7 separate regions of the Sus scrofa genome follow, and regions 1, 2, 3, 4, 5 and 7 are each linked to region 6. A link is a contact called in public Hi-C, HiChIP or PLAC-seq and promoter capture Hi-C data. All regions are on one chromosome and are shown on one strand. The core of a region is the stretch at or near the end of the contact, and the rest is flanking DNA. Distances in the headings are between cores, read along the strand shown. Region 1 holds the start of C2CD5 (C2 domain-containing protein 5). Region 2 holds the start of ETNK1 (ethanolamine kinase 1). Region 3 holds the start of LDHB (L-lactate dehydrogenase B chain). Region 4 holds the start of RECQL (RecQ like helicase). Region 5 has its middle 24 kb from the start of LDHB. Region 6 holds the start of CMAS (N-acylneuraminate cytidylyltransferase). Region 7 holds the start of SPX (spexin).

Region 1 (3,141 bases), core at 425-2,924, 420 kb before region 6:
TTACCACAGCTCCTTTGTTGTAACATAATTGAACATATATTGATCAGTCTATTTCTGGACTCTTTATTCTGTTCATTGATGTATGTCTATTTCTATGACAATACCATCCTGTTTTGATATTGCAGCTTTGCAGTATAGTCTGAAATCAGGGAGCATGATACCTCCAGTTTTGTGCTTCTTTCTCAAGATTTCAATGGCTATTCATGGTCTTTCCTGGTTCCATACAAATTTTAGAATTGTTATAGTCCTTTAAAAAATGCCATTGTAATTTTGATAGAAATTGCATTAAATCTCTAGATTGCTTTGGCTAGTATGGACAAACAATACTAATTCTTTCAATCCATGAGTATGGACTATTTTCTAATATATTTCATTATTTTTCAAAAAATTAATACTGAAAAACATTTTGACATTATTTCTCTCATCAAAGTCATACGTTTTTGTGTATCCAAGTCTTTACCTCTTTGGTTAAATTTATTCCTGGGTATTTTATTCTTTTTTATACAATTATAAATGGTTCCTTAATTTCTTGGATAGTTGGTTACTCATTTATAGAAAGCAAACGATTTCTATATATTGATTTTGAATCCTGCAACTATACTGAATTCATTTATCAGTTCTTAACAGTTTTTCAGTGTGGAGCCTTTCTAATGTCACCTGCAAATAATGACAGTTTAACTTCCTCCCTCCCAATTTGGATGCCTTTCTCAGTTGAGTACTAAAGGTAAAAATAGCATCCTGCTATCTCATTTGTGAATTTTCCTCTATTGATGAATCCAGTGGTATATTCTTTCTACTGTAACTGTTAATGCCAATTTTGGTACTTGTTAAGGCATGTATTGTTAATGCTGCTCTTGATATTTGGTATGGAGTGATTTGTGTTACCTCCTGTGTGTATGTCTCAATTTTCTTAATCTTTTTTTGAAGGTTTGAACCTACAGATTAGGCTTCATTTTAGCAATGTTTATCTATAGCTGTCTGTATCTGTAACTGGGTCGACTCTTCAAGATGTTTAATTAAGCTCAACTGGTCCATTTCTTGCATTTGAGCACAATTTCCTATGGTAGGAGGTTGTGAACTCCTGCCAGAAATCTTGGTATTTAGGTTTGTAGATGCTTAATAACCACACTGAGATGGTCTAAGAGTGGCTTTGGATTCCGAAGTGTTCAACACCCCACTCGCCCCCAAGACCTACCTTAACAACTATAACCCAGTACACCGTACACGTATATATATCTGAATAAGGAGTGCTACTTACTCCACTATCCAAAATGTTCCTGAAATTCCGCACTCCATTTCATATAAAACAAAAACTGTACCCTTCCCACGTAAAAACCAGGTAAGCTGATTTCAAGAACTAAATGGGTCGTAAAAGACTGGAATCGCTCCGCTGGTTGTCACCGTTGCTGCTCCTTCTGTCCCAGCCCTTCGGAAATGCAGCGTCGCAAGTGGGAAGGCAGCCGCCCGCAGGGAAGCCACTGAGGGAACCTGTGATTCACCCCCGGAAGACTGAGCGGGCTTTCGTCCTGGGCGCTAACCTACAGCCGGGGCTCGGTGGATGATGCGGGGCTCGACGCGTTCCCCTGCCTCCCGGCCTCCCCGAAATCCGTCCCGCCTCGGTGATCTGTAAGCGAATTTAGTCTCTCCCCGGAGAGGTGCGCCGAGCGCCGAGCGATCGATGCCTCCACCCCGCCCGGGGAGCCGCCATTTTGGGGGGAGGAGAAACGCTTGTCTGGGCTGCGGCGGTTCAACGGGATGCCGAGTGGCTTTTGCTTCTCTTGCCAGCGGTGTGGCGCCGGGTCAGAAGCCTCCACCGGGGCCACTCCTCTAGCTGCCTCTCCGGAATGAGGCCTCAGCTCCCGCGCGAGACGGCCCGCTGTCTCTTCTCAGAGTAAGTGGCGGCCAGCGGCGCAGCGCGCCTCCGCGCGCCCTCCGCTGTCAGTGACCCCGCGCGCTCCCTTCGGCGCGCGCCGTTCCCCGCGCGCTCCCGCCCCTCCCCCGCCCGCCTGGGCGCTCGACGCAGACTCGCTTGTTTGTTTCTGCAGGAGCCCAAGCAGAGGCCGAAGCCGAGACGATGCCTGGGAAGCTGAAGGTGAAAATCGTGGCCGGGCGCCATTTGCCAGTGATGGACCGAGCTAGTGACCTGACTGATGCCTTCGTGGAGGTTGGTGCAAGGTCCTGACCCTCCAAACACAGGGCACGCCAAGCCCTGTTAGGATCCTACCCATCTCGCCCGCAGCCCCTCAGCCCATTCCTCTGCCTCCTGCCCTGCCGTGTGCCGTGCTTGGCTAGCTCTCCCTCAAGGGTTGACTGCAGCCCATGTGATGGGTGCACGGCTCGCAGGCGTTGTCAAGCCCTGCCGCGCGGGGAGGCAGTTACTGCTCTGCCTCCTGGGGTGACCCTGATGTCAGGACGCCTAACAGGCCACCTGCCAGTCAGGAGATCCCAAGGCGTGGCCACGCGGCCGCCGAAACACACCCACCCAGCCACCCACCCCCAACCTCTTTTCGGGGCCGGACAGCTGGGCTTTTAATTTTAATGCTAAAGTGATGGAGATGGTGTCCGAAAGTGTAGATACAGTCCGTTATGGGCACTTGGAGAGCTGCAGGGTGATCCACTGTTTAACATCGTATTTTCTGAATCATCGGTTTAAGTTCTACAACACAACTGTAACACTTTCTTGTTCTTGTATAGACTGGTAGGTCTGAAGAAATCTTTCAGGGTAATTTAATGCCTTGAGGTAGCAAGCCAATTAAGTGCCAAGGATTTAAATTGCACAATTGCTTTTTAAATCTAATGATTAGTTTAAAACTCATGCAAATTAGCACAGGCCTAGGGCCCAGGAAAGTAATACACCAGAGTCTGAAAGAAGCCAAGTAGGATTGTAATAAAAATTGTCATGATGAGCCAGAGTGTTAAAACAATCATCATTTGGGTTATTAATCCTTAGAGTTGATAGATATATGATAATATACAGCCTGATTTCATCTCAATATAAAATGTTGGCGTTCCTGGCGTGGCTCAGTGGTTACGAACCTGACTAGTATCCTTGAGGACGTGAGTTTGATCCCTGGCTTCCCTCAGCGGGTTAAGGATCCAATGTTTCTGTGAACTGTGATGTAGGTCGCAGTCGCAGCTTAG
Region 2 (3,319 bases), core at 602-3,101, 490 kb before region 6:
CTTCTATAATAAACTATAAATAAGTTAATAAATAATAAACTAAAGAAGTCTAGAGTGTCAACTTAGAAGTTTCAATTAAACTAATTTTCCTTAATTAAAGAGAACATATAAATTTTTAAAAATTACACATGAAAACCATTTTGGATTCACTATGTCCTATATATTTAGCTAACAAACACTCCCTTAAATTTTCAAAACTTTTGTCTAACAATTTTTTCCCAAAACATATGGGTCCTTTTAAATTGCTCAAAACTTTTCTAGGTAGTAAGAACTGAAGCCAACATTCATGAAAGCTGAAGTGTCAGTTCTGGGCCCTAGGGCACTGTTCATGTTTTATTTATTTTTGTATAGATGACTACTTTAGCAAAAAATCTGAGATACTGTTAAGTCAATTAACATTGCTGAAATAAATCAGTCAACAAAATAAGGCAGACGATTTGGCTACTTCAAGTGAATTCTTACATTATTGCTCAGATTTGAAACAAACCTCTTCACTGAGGTTTAAAATCACTTTAAAATTACTTTGTGTTTGGAAAGAGAAAAGGTTTATTTTCTTCGTATACAGTACATGAAACTCCCAAAGTTAAGCAAATTAGTATTTAAAATAAATTTCACGTATACCAAATTGCAACTTATTAAAAATAAGCTACTAAAAAACACACAGGTTCTTAAGGACTTTTTCTCCCAATTTTCATATATCTATGAAACAGTGGCTCAGTTAAAAGAAATATTCACCAGTCACTGATCATTCTAACATTAGATATTATTAGTTTCACCAATACGACTAAAACATTTTCAGAAACACTAACACAAATGAAGAGTGTTTAGGGCTACTGAAGAAAGAACCCAATCTAGTAATGCATAACGACCACGATCATTTTGGGATCAAGTACTCTCGCCAATCCCAGGATCTGAGAAGATAAAACGCAGGGTGAGCATCAATGGGAGTACTCTGACGGGGGAGGGGAGGGAAAGGAAAGGAAAAGATCAGAGAAGATTAATTACTGCATTATTCGCGAAAGGAGAGGAGACGAAGGGCCGAAGGGGACCTCCTGCAAGAGGTGTGGAAAAGGTTCGTTTTGCAGTTAGAAGGGACAGGGGAGGAGGAGGAGCAACTATCAACAAGAACCTTCCCGTGTGGTCTGGGTGCGTCACTTAACGTAGCGGCTTCTGAAAAGGGAAAATCTGCCTTCAAGGCAACCTTGGTAAGCAATTGTGAAGGAAGGGGGAGTGACCTTCCTAGATGTGACGGAGGAAACACAGGGTCACTTCCCAAAGAAGAGAGGGAGAAGACATTCCCATAGGTCCTCCCGGGTCACCAGGGGCTTGGAGATAGTGAACCACCCCCATTTCTCCCCAGGACCACGTCAAGGGGAGAGACCTGGGGCTGAGGTGCGGGCGTTACCTGCAGGGTCACCTCCTGAGGGTCCCAGTGCGGCCGCAGGTGTTGCAGGAGGCTCAGGGCCCCCTCCCGGCAGCGCTGCTCCTCCTGATCCTGAACCGTGACATTCAGCTTGGGGACCTCGGGGGAGCCGGGCGGAACGTGGATGTAATTGGCCATGGCCCAGGCGACGGCAGAGACTACCACAACGACGACGGCGACGGCGACCACGAGAACGGCGGGCGCCGACAGGCTGCTGGATCCTTCCGTCCCGGGGCGCCCTCACGGGAGGGCTGGGGGCGTTCAGACTGACGGTCGAGCGGTAGGAAAACTGCTGGAGGCGGCACTCTAGCCGACCCAGGTCTGGACAGCGGCTGAACTGAGCCGAGGATGCTCACCGGGAAAACTGCTCTCCTCTGCGCTCGGCCGCCAGCGGGCGCGGAGCATGCCGGGACTGGCCTGACGCCGGCGTCACGCGTGGGGCGGGGCCTCGGCAGCGTCCTAGGCCAAGGCCGACCTTCCTTCCCCCCACCCCCCGGGCACAATGAGCCTAGTTACCCGCTTGTCTGCGCTCCTGTTGTCAGACCCTGCCATGTGGACTGCTAGTCGGAAAAATGCAGGGTTTCCCCCTCTGCAATGAGCCTGAGCCCTGCCGATCCCCGAACGAAAAGCATTGAACCTTTAACTCACCTGATTGGGAGGGTCTTGGGGTCTGCGTTTGAGGTAGGGCTGGAGTTTTTCTGGGAAGGGAGGACCACCTTCTGAAGTAACCCCAGGATCAGCCACTGAATTTGGCCTTAGTCAGGGCAGGCTGGATTAACGGGGTCGTCTTGACCTGAGAGCTGCTATGTACTGAGGATCACGAAGTTGGGTTGATTTGGGGATGGTTATTTGAGTAAGACAAGGACTGAACTTCAAGATTTATTTTTAAGGCCAGATATTTGACCACATTGGATTATTCAGGGTCAGGGTCCGAAAAAGCAGGTTAGAGTCTGAGATGAAGCTCAAAAGGCAGGAAAGTGATTTTGAGGTTCAATGCTCTTTTAGCGTATCCCTGAGTGGGCCTTAAAACGGCTGCCTTCAAACTCTGAGTCTCATTATCTTCTAGCAGCTATTTCCCCTGCTAAGGGAATACTGGGAACTGGGTAATTACAAGTAATTTATTGGGACCTCCTAATTTTCCTTATGATTGAGGAAAATGAGTTGAGATTTGACCTCTTAAACTGTCTTTTCTGCAGCACTTAGTAAAGGGCGAATGTGTTTGTTAGTGGTAAATTAAATTACTAACTGGTTTCAGCTTAATGTTCAAAATATTTAATAACTTAGAATCGGTTTACTTTTTTTTTTTTTTTTTTAGAGCCTAAATTTTATGTTTAAGGCTTTGACAGAAATTTAAAATACTTCCTGGAGTTCCCTGGTGACCTAGTGGATTACAGATCTAGCATTGTCACTGTTGTGGCTGAGATTAGATACCTGGCCCAGAAACTTCCACATGCATGAATTTAGCAAAAAAGAAAAAAATTCCTAATATGCCACAAAATACAGTAGAATAATAGTTTTATTGTTATACTTAAATTTTAGATACCCATTACCCTTTGCAAGTACTAGCCAGAGAAAATGTTAAGCCCTAAAATGTCATAAAATGGCAAAAGCCACATTAAATGAATATCTTTATTTTAATTTTATTGGAGTATAGTAATTTACAGTGTTGTGGTTCAGGCTTACAGCAAAGTGATTCAGTTATGCGTATACATATATCCATTCTTTTTCATAGAGATCAAGTCTCTGTGATTGCAAGTTAAAAGAAGGATTTTCTTAAGAAGGCTCATAAAGTACACACACCATGAAGGAAAGGACTAACAAGTTTGAAAACAATAAAATTTAAAACTTCATGAAATTAATTGACAAGCCATGAAAAAAGAAAAGATGATCATGACA
Region 3 (2,851 bases), core at 324-2,823, 350 kb after region 6:
CCACCAGCCTACACCACTACCACAGCAATTCGGGATCCGAGCCTCAGCTGCAACCTACACCACAGCTCGTGGCAACGCCAGATCCTTAACCCACTAAGCAAGGCCAGGGATTGAACCCTCAACCTCATGGTTCCTAGTCGGATTCGATAACCACTGAGCCACGACGGGAACTCCTCTCTTATTATTTTTTTTACTGTCCCTCCTTCCTCCCAAAGACAGAGTAGCAGGGATGGTAAGAAAGGGGCAAATTGGGGAGATATTTAAAAGTCGACAGGGGATATAGGTCAACTTTTTTGGAAAGCAGGTAAGTAAAGTCTAGGGTGGCTTCTGGATTTCTTTCTAGAGTGACTTGCTGGTCTTGCTTCAAACTTGGATTCAGGATAAACATAATAATACTTTTGAGGTTATCCATCAAATTCTTCTTCTCCCTGATCATGTTTCAATTTGTAACTAGACTTTCCTTTAGAGTCATCAATGTTCCCACTAACTGGACTCTGTAATCCTGGAGTTTGAGGTTTATCAATTCCTCTAGACACACCCTTTCTTAGGGCTCTTTGAATTTTTATCATATTTTAGCCAAATATCTATTATCACTTTTTATCACAATTGAAGGAATGTACCTACTTGTCTGTCTCCTTGGACTGGGAACACCTCAACAACACACTGCTATATATATTCATTTTGAACCTCCCATGCTTGGCACTGAGATTAAATTAAAGCATAAGATTAACGGCCATTTAACAAAAATAAATAACTACAAAAAAACACTAGCAAAAAAATTCCTTTCAAATACAGGGAGTTTGTGAGATTGCTATACCTGAAAGCATTTTATTAAACACACACTACTGAAGGCACAATAGGATGCCTTCAACTGCTTCATCATTCATCATTCATTCATTCATTCATTGAGGTACCAGGCACTGGGCTGAATGTTGGAAACACAGATAAATTGGCAACATGCAGCTTTGGAGTAACTCAGAAACCAACAGAGAAACTCCATCTTTCTGGTGGCCCCATTATCTGCCCTGGAGATCATACAGATTGGTAGAGAACTTCAGAAATCAGGCACTCGGCCTCACTAGTTTCACAGGCAACTAGCAGGTTAACGGTTGCATTTTTGCTGAACTGAATAAGGTGGGAAAAACCCACTAGTCATTATTGCACCGAATGAACTTTATATCGAAATGATGAGAAAAGAAAATTAAGTTTTATTAAAAAAAAAAAATCCAGAATCAGCAGCACTCTTCCAGGGGAACACACCACCAGCATCTTTGCTCAGAACAGTGGTCCTCTAAAATTGACCTGGAACGCAAAACAGAAATGTACTTCTATTCTGACTAAATTTATCCGAACAAGAGGAGAAGCGTCCAGAAGAGTTTAAGATGGCCAGGTTTTAGAAATAAGGCAGCCTCTGTGTGGAAAAGCCTCTCCGCCCAGAAGCTAGCTGAGAGCGAGGCCGCCTTAGCCGCCAGAAGGTGACCTCCTCAACCGGTCGGAGGGAGGGCTGGGCACGCTTGAGCCCACGTCCTTGAACCGGATTGAGCGAGCGGAGGGGAGGGGTGGGCGGTGCTCGGGTTTCCAATCACAATAGAGAAAGCTCGGAGGCTGATGAGGGGCGGGCCCCGCTTCCTCCTCCTTCCTTGCAGATCCTGCGCCAGAGCAGACGCACGCTGCCGACTTTGTCTCCTTCGGGCGACCCTTACAGCCGTCTCAAGAACTTTCACTCCTCTGGTAGGTTTCCACTCGGAATCCTGAATCCCGGCTCTCGGGCAAACCAGGTGGGATGTGGAGGGGAATCCTTGTATAGCAAGGACAGGGAAGGACCAGGAAGGGCATCTGCGCTCCCGGGCCTTTCTCCCTGAGCATCCGGATTCGGGTGGGGGCAGCCGGCTGGAGTGCGGAGCGGTGCGGGGGCGCTGCAACCAAGCCCCGGGCTTTGTCCGCTGTGCATCTGGGCTCGCCGCCAGCCTGAGCTCTCCCGGGGGACAGACTTGTTGCTTTTGCAGCTAAATCCCGGTTCCTACGTGTCCTTGATGGGCTCATGGCGCCGCATCACTCCCCGATGCCTGCTGGCTAGAGCCCCGACACGTGCTGGAGGAGCTGGGGGTTGGGGGGAAGGGACCAGATGACCCGTGAGGTCTGGCGGGTCGTAGGCGGCCACTACCTCGGGAATGTAAAAGTGCCCGGCTTTTCCGGAATGAGGGTAAAGGGTGATCTGTGGGTTTGACCCTGCCCTCCAGGCTGTATCCGACTGCGGCACCCGCATCCCCTCCCGGAGCTTTGGGCCGGTTCATTTCTGGCCTCTTTTCTTTTCTTTTTCTTTCTTTTTTTTTTTTTTTTTTTTTTTTTGTCTTTTCTAGGGCCGCATCCGTGGCATATGGAGGTTCCCAGGCTAGGGGTCCAATCGGAACTGTAATCGCCGGCTTACGCCACAGCCACAGCAACGCAGGATCCCAGTCGCGTCTGCGACCTACACCATAACTCACGGCAACGCGGGATCCTTAACGCACTGAGCAGGGCCAGGGATGGAACCTGCAACCTCATGGTTCCTAGTCGGATTCGCTAACCCCTGAGCCAGAACGGGAACTCCTCTGGCCTCTTTTCTTGATGCTTCAGGTGCTTTGTTTATTAGCCAGCTCTTGGTGTCCAGAGTAAGGAAAGCCTAGACTTCTTCCCCTAGATACCTTCTCCTAGGAGATTCATGGTTGCTGCTTCCCCTTTTGACCTGCGCTCTGCGCTGCGGGCGCCAAGAGGAAGAGGTGGCCCCTGGGCGGCCTGCACTGCAGTCTGTGGTTGGGGCCTTGAAGAGAGGGGGCGGGGAGAGCGTGCACATTTTAGTGGATGAATTGGA
Region 4 (3,138 bases), core at 177-2,676, 490 kb after region 6:
ATGGGCATCCAAGGTGCAGACTCAGTCCAACCTGAGAAAGTGAGGGAGAGTGATTGGGGAGGCACCTTGTGCAGGAGATACTAGAAGATGCATGAAGTTCAAGTTAGCCATAACTTGAATCCAAACCTTACCAACTCCACTTTAAAACAGAGCATTTTTAAATGAAATTCTATTGCTATTTCAATGGACCGTTTAATTCTTAAAATCTTTATAATTCAAGTTATACAGAATAAGAAAAAAAGGCGTGGCAGATAAAACAAAGTGAGATAAAAAGCTCCTCACGACCATTAAAAGATAGGAAACACAGGGTTGGCAGATATGTAAATGCAAAATTATTAAGATACACAGGTTAGAAAAGTCTAACTCTTCTAGATAAAAAAAGAAAAAAGAAAAAACAGTGTAATCCTAGATATAAAATAGGCCTGGAGAACTCTGTGGCCGGTAGAAAGAGATGCTGAAATAATAAAACATGCCACAAAACAATATACAATATTAATGAAAGAAATCGTTTAACTAATCACAAAGTTTACTACCGGGGAGACATCAGCCGGTAGAAAAGTGAAGTCATTTTACAAGATTTTTAAAAGGCGGCTTCCAGTGGTGGCACAAGGCAAATACTCAAAATATTTAAGCGTAAGCACATTTTCAGAAAGAGCCTACCATAGGTGACATTTAAAACACGGCCTCCCAAACAACCAGCAGTAACTTGTAGAAGACCCCACGTGTGTCATGTGCAGAAGTGTCTTCAAGAATGGGCCGCGGGCACCACGCATCAAACTTTCTCTCGCGGCCGTCCGCGGGAACAAAGCGCCCATCTCCCTGGGAGTAAGTGCGGCGCGACCCTGGCGCGAGACTGACGCTCGCCAAAAGCTCCCCCTCCCAGCGCGGGCATCTCCCCAGACTCCACTGACTCTCCGGCCCAGGCCAGGTTCACCAGTATAAGTGCAACCCTCGGCGCCTCCAGGCAGCTCTCCAGCTGCCCGCAGTCCTAGCTCAGTCTCCAGGCCGCCGCCCCAGTCGCGTAGCTTCATTCATTAACACCGGCGGGCGGGGGGCGGGAGGGCGACACTCAGCCTGAGCAAGGGGTGTGAGGGGCTCGAGGCGGGGGTTCCGGGGCAGTTGCTTACTCTGGGTGTCCGTTAAGGAGATCATGGCTGCAGCGGTGAGGGCGGCGGCGATAGCACCTCGGGGCGGCCAGGGTGTGAAGCGGAGTCGGAGAAAAGAAGCCGGGAAGCAGCCCAGGCAAGAGCCGCCACGTCTTCCGGAAACACGCAGCCGCCTCCACCCCAGCTTCAAGGCTGCTTTCCATTGGCTAAAACCGCTCCCAAGATCGACCAATAATAAATTGTCTTGTTCAGTGATGCACCTGGTGATCACATCCCTCGACCAATTAGAGAGGGGTGTTGCTTGCAATTGGCTGAAAAAACCGACCCGGAAGGGCGGATGCTCCCGGCTGGAGAGAAAGGAAAGCCTGGTGGCGGGAAGTTTTTATTGGACCGCAGCTGAAAGTGGTGGGTAACGGATCTTAGTGTGGGGCTTCCTGGGGTCGGAGACCGGGGAGGCGTGGGTGTTCCTTAACGCCTTGGGGAGAGGTTGTGGGGTAGCTCCTGTTTCCGCTTTGAAAGAGCTAATATTTCTTTTTCTAGCTTGACATGAGGCCGGGCCACTTCCTTCCACTACTACATTGGCAGGGCGAAACGGGTGCCCTTTCCCCTCTAATGGAACTCTCCATCATCGCCCAGCTCTAATGGAACTCCGGCCTTTAGGGGAACGTTCCGCTGCCGACCCCTCCCCAGCTCGGGCATCTTTAGCCTTTTCCATACTGGAGGCTTGGTCACCCACGGTTTTTTTTTTTTTTTTTTTGCAACCACCATTTATTGGGAAGCGCCACTGGAGACGCCTAGGGGAGGGTATTATTAAATTGTTACTGCGTCTAAATACAGTGGCGGGGAGAGGGATGATGCGTATGTGTGATTTAGCCTGTAGTACCTGATGTCCAGCGTGCATGACTGACTTGAGTCCCTGAGGATGCTGTCAGAAGTTCAGATACAGAAGAAATAAAACCACTCAATCACGGAAGTAGTAATTAGTAAAAGTTCATTGCATACCCACCTGAAAGACAGCTAGCCAACCAGGAGCACTCAAATAAAAACATGGGATGAGACTCTGGACTATATATTGTTGTAAAGCATCTTATTTAGTAAGGGCAGTGACTCTATTCTTGACGCTTATTGATTATATTAACATTTTTTTAAAACAATAGGGAATCGGTCAGTGGTTACCTCATACCAACCTAGGGAAACAGTTTGAGTTTTGCTTATGATTTCCAGAGGCATAAACAAGAAATGCCCCAGGTCAGGTTAGTCTTTCAAAATAAGCTAAATTAAGCTTTGTTTGTATGACTGTGCTGGTTTTGTCTGCCCAGGGAATTTTCAAGGCAGGTCTCCATTTGTTTTTGATTTTAACAGTGCCTGCCTATACTTCTGACAGACCTGCTCTGTCTGAAGTACTAATCATAGATAGCTCATTAATTTTTGGGTGGAGTTTATGTTCAGATAGCTTTTGCTATTAAATCACATCATTTCAGGAAGGGGTTTATGAGCAGTTTTTTTTTTTTTTAGATGATATAATCAAGAAATCATTTAGAATATTGGGGAGAAATGCTTGTATATTACATTCTTTCATTAAGGATGAAGGCTCCGTGAGTCCCCATCGTGGCTCAGCGGAAACGAATCTGACTAGTATCCATGAGGATGCAGGTTCAATCCCTGGCCTTGCTCATTGGGTTAAGGATCCGGTGGTGTAGGCCGGCATCTACAGCCCTGATTGGACCCCTAGCCAATATGTGTTGTGGCCCTAAAAAAGACAAAACGAACAAAAAGGATAAAGTCTCCTGCCTCTGCTTTCAATCTCAGCAAACCTAAATGACAAGCACTTTTGTAGGCTATGTGGATATAGAAGTCAAGAGACTCAATCCTTGCCCTCCTGGAGAATCTTACAGTCTAGAGAAGGAGAGTTATAGTTCCATGAAATGGTGAAGATGTGTTCATATAGATAAGGAATGAGAAGTCCTTGGTTTACTCCTCTACTTAAATGTCTTTTAGTGGTGTGGATATTGCAGACTTAGTGAGGCAAAGA
Region 5 (2,872 bases), core at 331-2,830, 330 kb after region 6:
TCAAATTAAAGCTGCAGCTGAGGCCTATGCCATAGCCACAGCAACACCAGATCCGAGCTGCCTCTGTGACCTACACCACAGCTTGTGGCAACACCAGATCCTTAACCCACTGACCAAGGCCAGGGATTGAACCCATATTCTCATAGATACTAGTCAGGCTCCTAACCCGCGCTGAGCCACAAAAGGAATCCCATAGGCTCGCCTTTCTCAGCTTCTTTCACCAATAATCCTTCCCCCTAAACTCCTATGAGCCCTATTTTAAAGTTGACAGATACTATAGGAGATTAGTACCCAGGAACAAAGGAGCCAGAAGCCAGAACTCCTTATTCTGAAGAGTGTTTGATATATGACAGTGAAAAAAAAAAAAAAATTCTCTAAAATTTAGTTCTCTACACAGGACGAAATAGCTCAATAAAACTGCCCCATTGACTTCACCATCAGCACTGCAGGCACTTCAGTTCAAAGACAGACAACTCAAGGTTGGTTTGTCTGTTTCTATTTTGTCTGAAGTGGAAGATAACTCATATTATGACAATGGCAGTATCACAGAATGAATCGAATGAAGTTTGCTTTATTCCAAGCATAGAAACCAGTGTACGTAAAGTGAGTTGGCTGAAAGAAACTGAGGACTTTTGGTCTGGGCAAATCTGGCATCAAAAGTAAAGAAACTTAGTCTGAACCGCCCCCCTTTACAGAAAAGCCACAACGCACAAGTGCCATGAAATGATCAGATTATGAATATTACCCCAGAATATATACAAAACTCATCTTCTTAAAATTAATGGGTAACTAAAATGCTAAAATAAACAGAAGGAGACCCAAAATGTCATTTTAATACTTCTGTTATTAAAACACGTAATAATTTATGTATTTATTTTTTCCTGTGAAACTATTTCAATTTATTTTTTGATTAGGTAATAAATGCATTTGGTTAAAAAAAGTAAATAGTGGAGAAGTTGGTTTCCTTCCCCACTCCTTGTCACCTAGGTTTCACTCCCAGAGGCAACCACTGAAATCAGCTGAAACCAGAGTGTCTTGGGAAGTAAGTGGTGAGTGGACAGATAGGGCGGATATCAGCCTATGTATTCATATCGCTGTCCTACTGGCTGTTGAAGGCCAACACCTGTTCTGATTGGTCAGTCAGCATCCCCCTGTGTACAAGCCTGGGCTCACCCTGTAACTGTTTTATACATGTAGCACACTGCTGTATCAATTGCTCTGTGAATTTATGTGCCACCTTTCACATGCATTCATATGTTCCTTTGTCCTTTCAGTGTATTATCTCTAGTCTTCAGAATGTTCCCATTTATAAATGAGGAAACTGAAGTTTAGAAAGATTAAGCAATTGACCCAAAACCGCAAAATTAGCAAGAGGCAGAGTCCTGGTTGACCCAGATCTGTCTCAGTCCCAAAACTTATCCTCTTGTCAACTCTTCCAGTTTTAAACTTATCAAAACCAATAATAAAGAAAACTTAAATAAAGAGAAAAAATCCAGATTGTCATTGATGGGAATGACAGAAAGAGAAGAGTGAAGTCATACGGAAAGTGTTAGAAGTTTACACAATATTTCTAGAAAATTTCCACTAGGTGGCAGTGTTTAAGGACATGACTGAAAGCCCTGCAGACTGCAGCTATTGCTGCAATGAGACTGGATGTCAAACAAGAATCTTTCAACTTTGGCCCACATTTACCTTTCCAGTTATTTTTTCCTTGTCCTTGGAAAGTTTCAGGAGCTAAAGCTTTACTGTTTCCACAGAATTGTCCAATTTCAGGTTCACCTTTCAACTTGCTGATACAGAATTTTGACTTTAATAAATTACAGTGAGTTTGGTTAACTTGATTTAGGGAATTCTCTATGAGGTCCTCGAAATTGTTCCAAACACAAATTCCACCTCTAGAATTTTGTGGGCTATGCTAGACAGTGAAATTTAAATGGCTATTATTCTATATTGCGTCTCAATATAGGCCTAGGTGTGAAGTACAAGGTCAAAAGCTGCTGGCAAGGCACAGGAATTGTCAAGAATGTTAACACCGCCTGCAAACGAGATTTACTGCGTGTTTCCCTTAACAGTTAAAGCCTTTTACAAATTCTCCATTTCTCATCATTTTGCAGCACTCTTCCCTCAGTCCAGTCTAACAAACCATTTGCCTTTCTGTGGACATCACTGTGGTTTCTACCTCCATTCTTTACACACGCTCTCCCTGTTAAAAAAAATTCCTTGCACACCAGGGAACTATATCCAATCACTTGTGATACAACATGATAGAAGATAATATGAGAAAAAGAATATACATATATATCTGTGTATATACATATGACTGGGTCACTTTGCTGTAGAGCAGAAATTGACAGAACATTGTAAATCAACTATAATTTATTTTATTTTTTGGTTTTTAGGTCCACACCCATGGCATATAGAAGTTCCCAGGCTAGGGGTCGAGCTGGAGCTACAGCTGCCAGGCTACACCACAGCCACAGTAGTGCAGGATATGAGCCATGTCTGCAACCTACACCACAGCTCAGGGCAACACAAAATCCTTAACCCACTAAGCGAGACCAGGAATTGAACCCTCATCCTCATGGATCCTAGTCAGTTTTGTTAACCACTGAGCCACAAAAGAAATGCCAGCTATACATAAATTTAAAAAAAAAAATTAATTCCTTGCAGGGAAAAAATAAAATCTTGGTTCATTTTTTTTCTCAATCCAAGTACCTACTGAGGACAAAAAAAAAAAAAAAAAAAAAATGTTGCCTGTCATTTCAGCAAACAAAGTATGTTGGGGCCATCAAGCCATCAGCCTCTGTGGTGCCCCCTGCAGTGCATCCTGCAGGAATTCAAGATGTTGAAAACCAGGATAATGGCCCTAGAT
Region 6 (3,156 bases), core at 614-3,113:
TAAATAAATGAATCACTTTTGCCCTTGAATCTGACTGAATCTCAAACAAGCCTTACCCTTTTTTGGTTAAGCCAGTTTGAAAGGGGTTTCCTGACCTATGCAACCAAAGTCATAAATGAGTTCTGTTCTCAATCCATTATGAATGCGATTTTGATCTCTAGTTCACTTCACAAATACAGGATTTTACCACATTGCTGTTGCCTGGATGCACCTTCTCCAGGTCCATCCCCCACCCCCGTTTTTTTCCCTTCAGTGTGTATCCTCTGTAAAGAGGTAAAAAAGTCGGAGAACTTCACAAGAACCATGTCACATTCATCCTGGTATTCTCTTGGATGGACGGGGTTGTATGGCTGAAAACAGGGCTGTGTTTACTGAACTGAACCAAATCCCCAAGTATTTCCCTATCTCTCCTTTGCACATTTCCTGTTACATGAGGGTTATCTTCTGTGCTCTGGCTCCTGTTTACCTTGCACCACCCAGTACTATCTTTGGATTAAAACATTAAGAAAATTAGTAAACTTAAACTTTTTTGGTATCTCCTTTGGAAACAAAATCGGTTAAATGAAAACCATTTATCCATATGTTAATAAGGGTAATGAATATACTCCAAAACCAGCCATCTCTTTAAAAAAACCCAAGCCCAAATATCAAAAGGTGAAAATAATTTACTTTCCACTGTAACAAATTCAATCATAATTAGGCTGAAATTACCATGTGTAAATTCATTCTTGGCACAGAATTCTCTCTCTCTTCTTTTATGAATGACATCAGCTTGTAACTCCTGACCAATATGGCATATGGCCATTCCTCTAAATGATGCACAATTAAAACTGTCCTTAGGGCAAACGAGGCTCCAAAGGTATAATGAAACCATTTATAAGCATTTCATCCAACAGTCCAGGGGTGCGCTTTCCCACTGTCTCTCACATAGGTACAAATGTAGGGAGCGTTCTAGATAGTGCTGACTCACAGGCAGATAGCTTTTTCCCAAAGGTCAGGAAAGGATCGCCAAGCTAAGCTGGAAATTGGAAAAGCCTTAACACCCCACTCCATTCATGAACCTGATGCTTCCTCAATCGATCAGCACCAAGTGGGTATCAGGAGCTGAGCAACAGGGGAAAGCCAATGGCCTCTGTTTAAAGGAGTTCACAAATTATCGTAGACGTTTCAGAAGGGTGGCCTCCTTTCCTTTACCCAATGAGGTCAAATCGGGCGGCGCAAACGGTTGAGTAGGGGAAATCTCCTCATTTACGGATGTTATTCTCAAGGGCGGGGACAGGAACTGTCTCAAGTTCACGGCTATTAGCGGCCAAGGAACAAGGAAGAAGCTGGAGCCCTTCCTCCCTGGGCTGTCAGCCTGGGCCCGGACACCCCGAATCTTGCACAACCCTTCCATGGGCCACAGCCCCACGAGCCACTGCCCCGCCAGCGGCCCGGCTCCCCCTCGCGACCCCCTCCCAGGCCGCACCGCCCACTTTCGCACATGCGCACCTCTGGAAGACCCCCGAATCCAGGGCCGCACGCAGGACCCAGCCAATGAGTGGGACCCCCGCCAGGTGCTTAATGTTCTTCAGGGGGATGCCCTTGCTGCCGCCCCGGGCCAGGATCAGGGCCGCCAGGTGCGGGGGCTTCTCTACCCCTCGGCCCTGGCCGCCGCGGGAGTTGCGTTGCAGCTTCGGCGGCCGGCCCCGGGAGGGCCGCCCCCGTGGGTTGGAGACAGAGGTGGCGGCCCCCTTCTCCACTGAGTCCATCTTCCTCCCACGCCTTCTCCCCAGCTTCTCCACATCCGGGAGCTCGTCTCGCCGCCTCAGCTCGGCGCCGCCCGATCTCCCCGCCCGGCCACCCGCGGGGGTGGGGTGGGGTGGGAGTGGTTGTTCCCGGCCCCACCCACCGCCACGTCCTTCACCCTTGTGGGGCATGCTGGGGATTGTAGTCCGCGGGTAGTTCGTGGGGTCCTGGAGACACTTTAGGCTCTGCCTGGGGTCCACCAGGGCGACCGCAAACCCAAGTCAGGCAGTGACAGGCAGTCACAACCGGGAGGCACTGCATCTTCTGGGGGGCTTGATATTGTATGGAGATTTCTAAAATAGTGCATCTAGATGACCGATCTTTTGCTAAAGAGCGTCCCCATTTAGGAATTGTAGTAAGTTTCCCCCTGCAGGGCCTGATGAACCCTAACACAAATCAATTTATACTTTAAAATTTATATTTGAAGTGTACCTCTTTCTGCAGTGCCCCTGACTCGTTGTTTGCAAGAGATTACCTCATTGTCCTCCAGTCACCTTAAATTCAATATTTTAAAAACAACTCTCCATGTGTCCTCAAACTGCTTCTACCTCTGCATTTTCTGTCTTTTTTTTTAAATTGAGGCATAATTGGCATATAACATATTAGTTGCAGGTGTACAATGCAATGATTTGATATTTGTATGTATTGCAAAATGATCACTGCAATAGGTCTAGTTAACATTTCTGTGAACATTTCCATCGACATTTTCTATCAACAGTATCTCCCCATCTAAGTGGAAAAAACTAGGAAGCTGACCTTAACTATTCCCTTCTAATGTAGTAGACAACTATTGTTGTTTGTTTTTGTTTTTGGACTCCCAGAAATATTTTCCTTTCAGGAATTTTTACCTCTTTGACCTGGTGGGTGTTTCAAATCCTCAGCGTTGTAGTAGTGGGTGTGGGACCCAAGTTGGTCAGTCTCATCTTCCTGGACACAGTTGTGGTCGAGGGACAGGCCTATGACCAAGCAGAGCCCACAATCTGGGAAGGAAAGATTTTTTTTTCTTGCTGAATTTTTGGGTGCTCAGAACCCTGTAAACCTGAAAACTCAGGGCAGGATGAGGAAAGGCTGGTGGTGGGGGTTTTGTTCTGAAATTGGCTGGGAGACTGATGTTCACACAAAAGAAATTAGGGACAAGAGATGAAGGGAGAAGAGAGAAGGAGTCCTATGACATCATTTCAAGCTCTTGATCCCGCTGAAAATTTCAAAGGTGTGCATGGGCGCGTGCGCACACGCACACACACACACACACACACACACACACACACCTCTTTTGTAATAGTTCTTTTAGGAAGGCATCTCCTACTTAATATGCATTTTATCTTTCACTACTTTTGCAAGCCTGTTTTGGAAGCAGAGAGTCTCCTT
Region 7 (3,070 bases), core at 161-2,660, 470 kb after region 6:
CCGGGCCCCTGGTCCGGTGCGCGCCTGAGCTGCCGTGGTTCCGGTGCCCGGCGCTGATGATGGAGGAGACCGCGGGGAAGGTCCGCGCGCCTCTCGCCCCGGGGCCGCCCAGTGCCCCCGGGTCTCGCTTATCAGCCCGGGCGGGGTGTACCCGGAAACCCCAGCTTCCTTTGGGACCTATCAGCCTTCTGATTTAGGGTGGAGGATCGCTATCGAACAGAATTCTCCCCCGCCCCTTTCACTGCCTCCCTTTCTTTCCCTCGTCCTTTTCCAAAGATTAACTGAGACCCGAATGACCTCGATTATTTTTGGGAACAAACTCCATTCTCTCCCCTCAACTCTGCCATCTAGTCCACAAATTCAAGCACCCCTAAGATCCCCTTTACTGCTCTCGGAAGAGCAGAGAATTTCGTACGTACGTGCACCCTTCAGGTAGAGCATAGCTTGAGGAGTCCAGTTTCTTCTCTCAAAGAGTCTCTACAACCCGGGAGAAGAGCAAAGCAGTTAGTAAGACGCTGCTGCTCAACCCTCTCTGTATGGGGGGGTGGGGCGGGCGGCAGAGGGAGGAAGGGAGGGAAAAGAAAGAGAAGGAAAAGAAGAAGAAGAGAGAAGGAAAAGAAGGCATAGGGAAGGAGGAAGGAAGGGGTCACAAAGCTAGTAGAGGAGCCCCAATTTTCACATTTGACTACCTGTGGAGCACTGCTGGAATGTCCCATGAAAGAAAATACCAGGAAAAGAGCCAAGGTTGTTACCACCAGACTTCTGAATCCCTACAGGAAAAGATCAAAGTCATCTCTGTGCCTATAGGATTGTCTGCTTCCCTCCTTGGTGCCTGGACAATTACAAACCCCTTACTTTTTGCTGTGTTCAGTTTCAGCACTCAGTGTGTGGGGGAAAGGGGGGGGTTTCCCAGTTTATCTTCTAGATAATCTGCAAAGAGTTATTTTAAAAAATTATTTAAGAAATACATAATTTTCATTATTTAACCCAAATGAGGACTGGGGTGAATAAGTGCATCTTTTTCTTAGCGGAATTAAATGATTGTGATATTTTAAAGGCATAATGTTTAACTACTCTTTAGTCCCTGAAACACTTATTAAACATAAAATAAAATAGGTAAAAAGCTATACAGCTTTTTATAAAATAGCTAAAAAAAACCCTCAAGTTAATAAACTTTACTTACCTTCATGTTCTCCTTTATGGAAACAGCAATACCTATAGATTTACCTGTGAAATTTCTGATCTTGTTCTGAGGGTGGGGCTTTTAAATCTTAGTGTCAAGGACTCCTCCTTTTCTTCCCTTGAATGAGAGTGTCTACAGGGACTTCATGTCAGTCTTCAAGATTGAGAGGATCTGATGACTCCTCCAGGGAGATTCAGTTGCAAGAAGCAGAGGAAAGATTGATGGGTAAACACCAGTTACTGCCCACATCAGCCAGGAAATAATTTTGAATATATTAGCATCATAGCCTTCCTTTTCCTACTAGCTTCCCAAGGCATTGCTAGTACTACCACTACTACATTATTATTATTAAAGAAAGTGATTAACAACTCCAGGCAGAATCAAAAGTAAATGAAGAAAGTAAGAAAACTCGTCTTCGGGAACTAGCTATCAAGTTATCACTGATGACTAAAGATGAATCATTTGGGTAGAAATGAAAAGGTTAGAGAATCTCAGTGGATTTGACATCAGTCATTCACTTAATTAGCCATTCAATTTTTTAACAAACATTTATGGAATGCCTACAGTGTATCCGTCTTCCCTTTAGTTCAAGGGACACAGCCATGTATGAAAAAGACAGACCTCTGGTTTGGTCATGTTTATCTTCTAGTCAGGGGAGAAACACTCTAAACTGGTAATTACAGAATTTTAAATATAATATTTAAGCTTTATAAAGGAAAATAAGTAAAATGATGTGATAAGATAGGCTCTAGGAAGTTAAAAATCAAAGGGAGTCTGGAAGGATAAGGTGGAGTCAGACCTGGGATAAACTGCGTGGGATTTAGTATTGCAGGCATTCCAGGCAGAAGCAAAAAAGCAAACTCTTGGGATGGCAAAGAGTTTAGCTTGCTTGAGGAACAAGAAGGAGACCAGCAGAGCCAAAGCTGAATGGATGACAGAGGAGAGCACTGTGAATTGAGGTTGGAGAGGAAGATGTGCATCAGTTCAAATGGGGGAACTTGGTTATAAGCAAAAGATGATGACTTAGGCAAGAGAAGTCCTTTCAGGGAATAAAGAGCTGTAATGAATTTGGGATGCATGTTAGAAGTAGAAAATATGGACTTGTGGATAAATGGAATATGAGAGTTTAAGAAAAATAAATCAAGTCAGATTTGTAGATTTTTGGTTTAAACACGGGTGACTATGAAGCTATTTATTGAGATTGGAGACACTTCACAAGGAACGAATTAAGAGAGGGAAATTGAGAGTTTTATCTGTACCTATTGAAATTAAAATTATATTAGACATCCAAGGAGAAGGGTCAAGTAGGCACTTGCAGATGCAAAACTCTGTGGCACTCAGCAAAGAGATCACCAGCCTATAGATTTCTTCTAAAGGGATGAATGGGAATTCCCGTTCTGGCTCAGTGGGTTAAGAACCCAATATAGTGTCCATCACATGAAGGTTTGATTCCTAGATTTTCTCTGTGGGTTAAGGATCCAGTGTCGCTGCAAGCCGTGGTGTAGGTCACAGGCGCTGCTTAGATCTGGTATTTCTGTGGCTGTGGTGTAGACCAGCAGCTGCAGCTCTGATTTGACCCTTGCCCATGAACTTCCATATGCCACAGGTGAGGCCGTAAAAAGAAAAAGGAGACTGGGGAAGGAATGATCAGATTTAAGAATTTTGAGAATTCTAAGAATTTTTATTATTTTTAAGTTATTTTATTTCTTTTTCTTTTTTATTTTGTGAGAATTCTAAGAATATTAAGGCAGGATTAGGGATTGAAAGAAAGCTTAGGATGTGAGTGGAGTTAAAGAGAGGAAGAGACAGGCCTGCGAGCCATGATACCCAAACCAGATAAACATACTACCAAAACCAGAAAATTATAGGTCAATATCATTGATGAAC

What was found. Promoter capture Hi-C pulls out the DNA fragments that hold promoters and counts their contacts. Hi-C and Micro-C count contacts between places; a contact is called where the count stands out from the background. HiChIP or PLAC-seq counts read pairs in DNA pulled down with a chosen protein or histone mark.
Region 1: a contact with region 6 is called in a promoter capture Hi-C map of fetal liver, with 2.8 times the contacts expected there. The contact joins the promoter of C2CD5 here to the promoter of CMAS in region 6. A contact is called at or near these places in 1 of 5 promoter capture datasets (fetal liver), 1 of 47 Hi-C or Micro-C datasets (liver) and 1 of 2 datasets of contacts at active chromatin or transcription factors (alveolar macrophages).
Region 2: a Hi-C map of alveolar macrophages shows a contact between it and region 6, with 2.6 times the contacts expected there. The contact joins the promoter of ETNK1 here to the promoter of CMAS in region 6. A contact is called at or near these places in 1 of 5 promoter capture datasets (fetal liver), 2 of 47 Hi-C or Micro-C datasets (alveolar macrophages and skeletal muscle) and 1 of 2 datasets of contacts at active chromatin or transcription factors (alveolar macrophages).
Region 3: a contact with region 6 is called in a Hi-C map of skeletal muscle, with 5 times the contacts expected there. The contact joins the promoter of LDHB here to the promoter of CMAS in region 6. A contact is called at or near these places in 1 of 5 promoter capture datasets (liver), 2 of 47 Hi-C or Micro-C datasets (heart right ventricle and skeletal muscle) and 1 of 2 datasets of contacts at active chromatin or transcription factors (alveolar macrophages).
Region 4: a contact with region 6 is called in a Hi-C map of liver, with 4 times the contacts expected there. The contact joins the promoter of RECQL here to the promoter of CMAS in region 6. A contact is called at or near these places in 1 of 5 promoter capture datasets (liver), 3 of 47 Hi-C or Micro-C datasets (heart right ventricle, liver and skeletal muscle) and 2 of 2 datasets of contacts at active chromatin or transcription factors (alveolar macrophages and skeletal muscle).
Region 5: a contact with region 6 is called in an H3K27ac HiChIP or PLAC-seq map of alveolar macrophages. The contact joins the enhancer-like site here to the promoter of CMAS in region 6. A contact is called at or near these places in 2 of 5 promoter capture datasets (both in liver), 5 of 47 Hi-C or Micro-C datasets (brain, embryonic fibroblasts, retroperitoneal adipose tissue and 2 more) and 2 of 2 datasets of contacts at active chromatin or transcription factors (alveolar macrophages and skeletal muscle).
Region 7: a contact with region 6 is called in a Hi-C map of skeletal muscle, with 2.3 times the contacts expected there. The contact joins the promoter of SPX here to the promoter of CMAS in region 6. A contact is called at or near these places in 1 of 5 promoter capture datasets (liver), 1 of 47 Hi-C or Micro-C datasets (skeletal muscle) and 1 of 2 datasets of contacts at active chromatin or transcription factors (alveolar macrophages).

The regions. Positions count from the first base shown.
Region 1 is chr5:51,038,845-51,041,985 of Sscrofa11.1, forward strand. It overlaps C2CD5 (C2 domain-containing protein 5), which reads left to right and starts at 1,675. Exons shown (of 25, transcript XM_021092231.1): 1 at 1,675-1,891; 2 at 2,046-2,164. The coding sequence starts at 2,075. It overlaps LOC110260726 (a long non-coding RNA gene), which reads right to left and starts at 1,440. Exons shown (of 5, transcript XR_002344084.1): 1 at 1,259-1,440.
Region 2 is chr5:50,968,897-50,972,215 of Sscrofa11.1, forward strand. ETNK1 (ethanolamine kinase 1) reads right to left here and starts at 1,852. Exons shown (of 8, transcript XM_021092211.1): 1 at 1,406-1,852. The coding sequence starts at 1,561. LOC110260725 (a long non-coding RNA gene) reads left to right here and starts at 1,932. Exons shown (of 3, transcript XR_002344079.1): 1 at 1,932-2,104.
Region 3 is chr5:51,809,359-51,812,209 of Sscrofa11.1, forward strand. It overlaps LDHB (L-lactate dehydrogenase B chain), which reads left to right and starts at 1,574. Exons shown (of 8, transcript XM_013988347.2): 1 at 1,574-1,731. The coding sequence starts at 1,609.
Region 4 is chr5:51,952,034-51,955,171 of Sscrofa11.1, forward strand. RECQL (RecQ like helicase) reads left to right here and starts at 1,427. Exons shown (of 15, transcript NM_001253707.1): 1 at 1,427-1,511. It overlaps GOLT1B (golgi transport 1B), which reads right to left and starts at 1,281. Exons shown (of 5, transcript NM_001243500.1): 1 at 1,128-1,281. The coding sequence starts at 1,152.
Region 5 is chr5:51,785,246-51,788,117 of Sscrofa11.1, forward strand. No RefSeq gene overlaps it. Among named protein-coding and RNA genes, the nearest start is that of LDHB, 24 kb to the right of the region's middle. Within about 2 kb of position 1,581, at least 4 of the 83 cell types and tissues checked have an H3K27ac peak or open chromatin away from gene starts, as enhancers often do. A contact at or near this core is called in alveolar macrophages, where this site is marked.
Region 6 is chr5:51,456,668-51,459,823 of Sscrofa11.1, forward strand. It overlaps CMAS (N-acylneuraminate cytidylyltransferase), which reads right to left and starts at 1,864. Exons shown (of 8, transcript XM_003126433.5): 1 at 1,492-1,864. The coding sequence starts at 1,751.
Region 7 is chr5:51,927,630-51,930,699 of Sscrofa11.1, forward strand. SPX (spexin) reads right to left here and starts at 1,411. Exons shown (of 5, transcript XM_013988349.2): 1 at 1,184-1,411; 2 at 690-770; 3 at 420-477. The coding sequence starts at 1,189.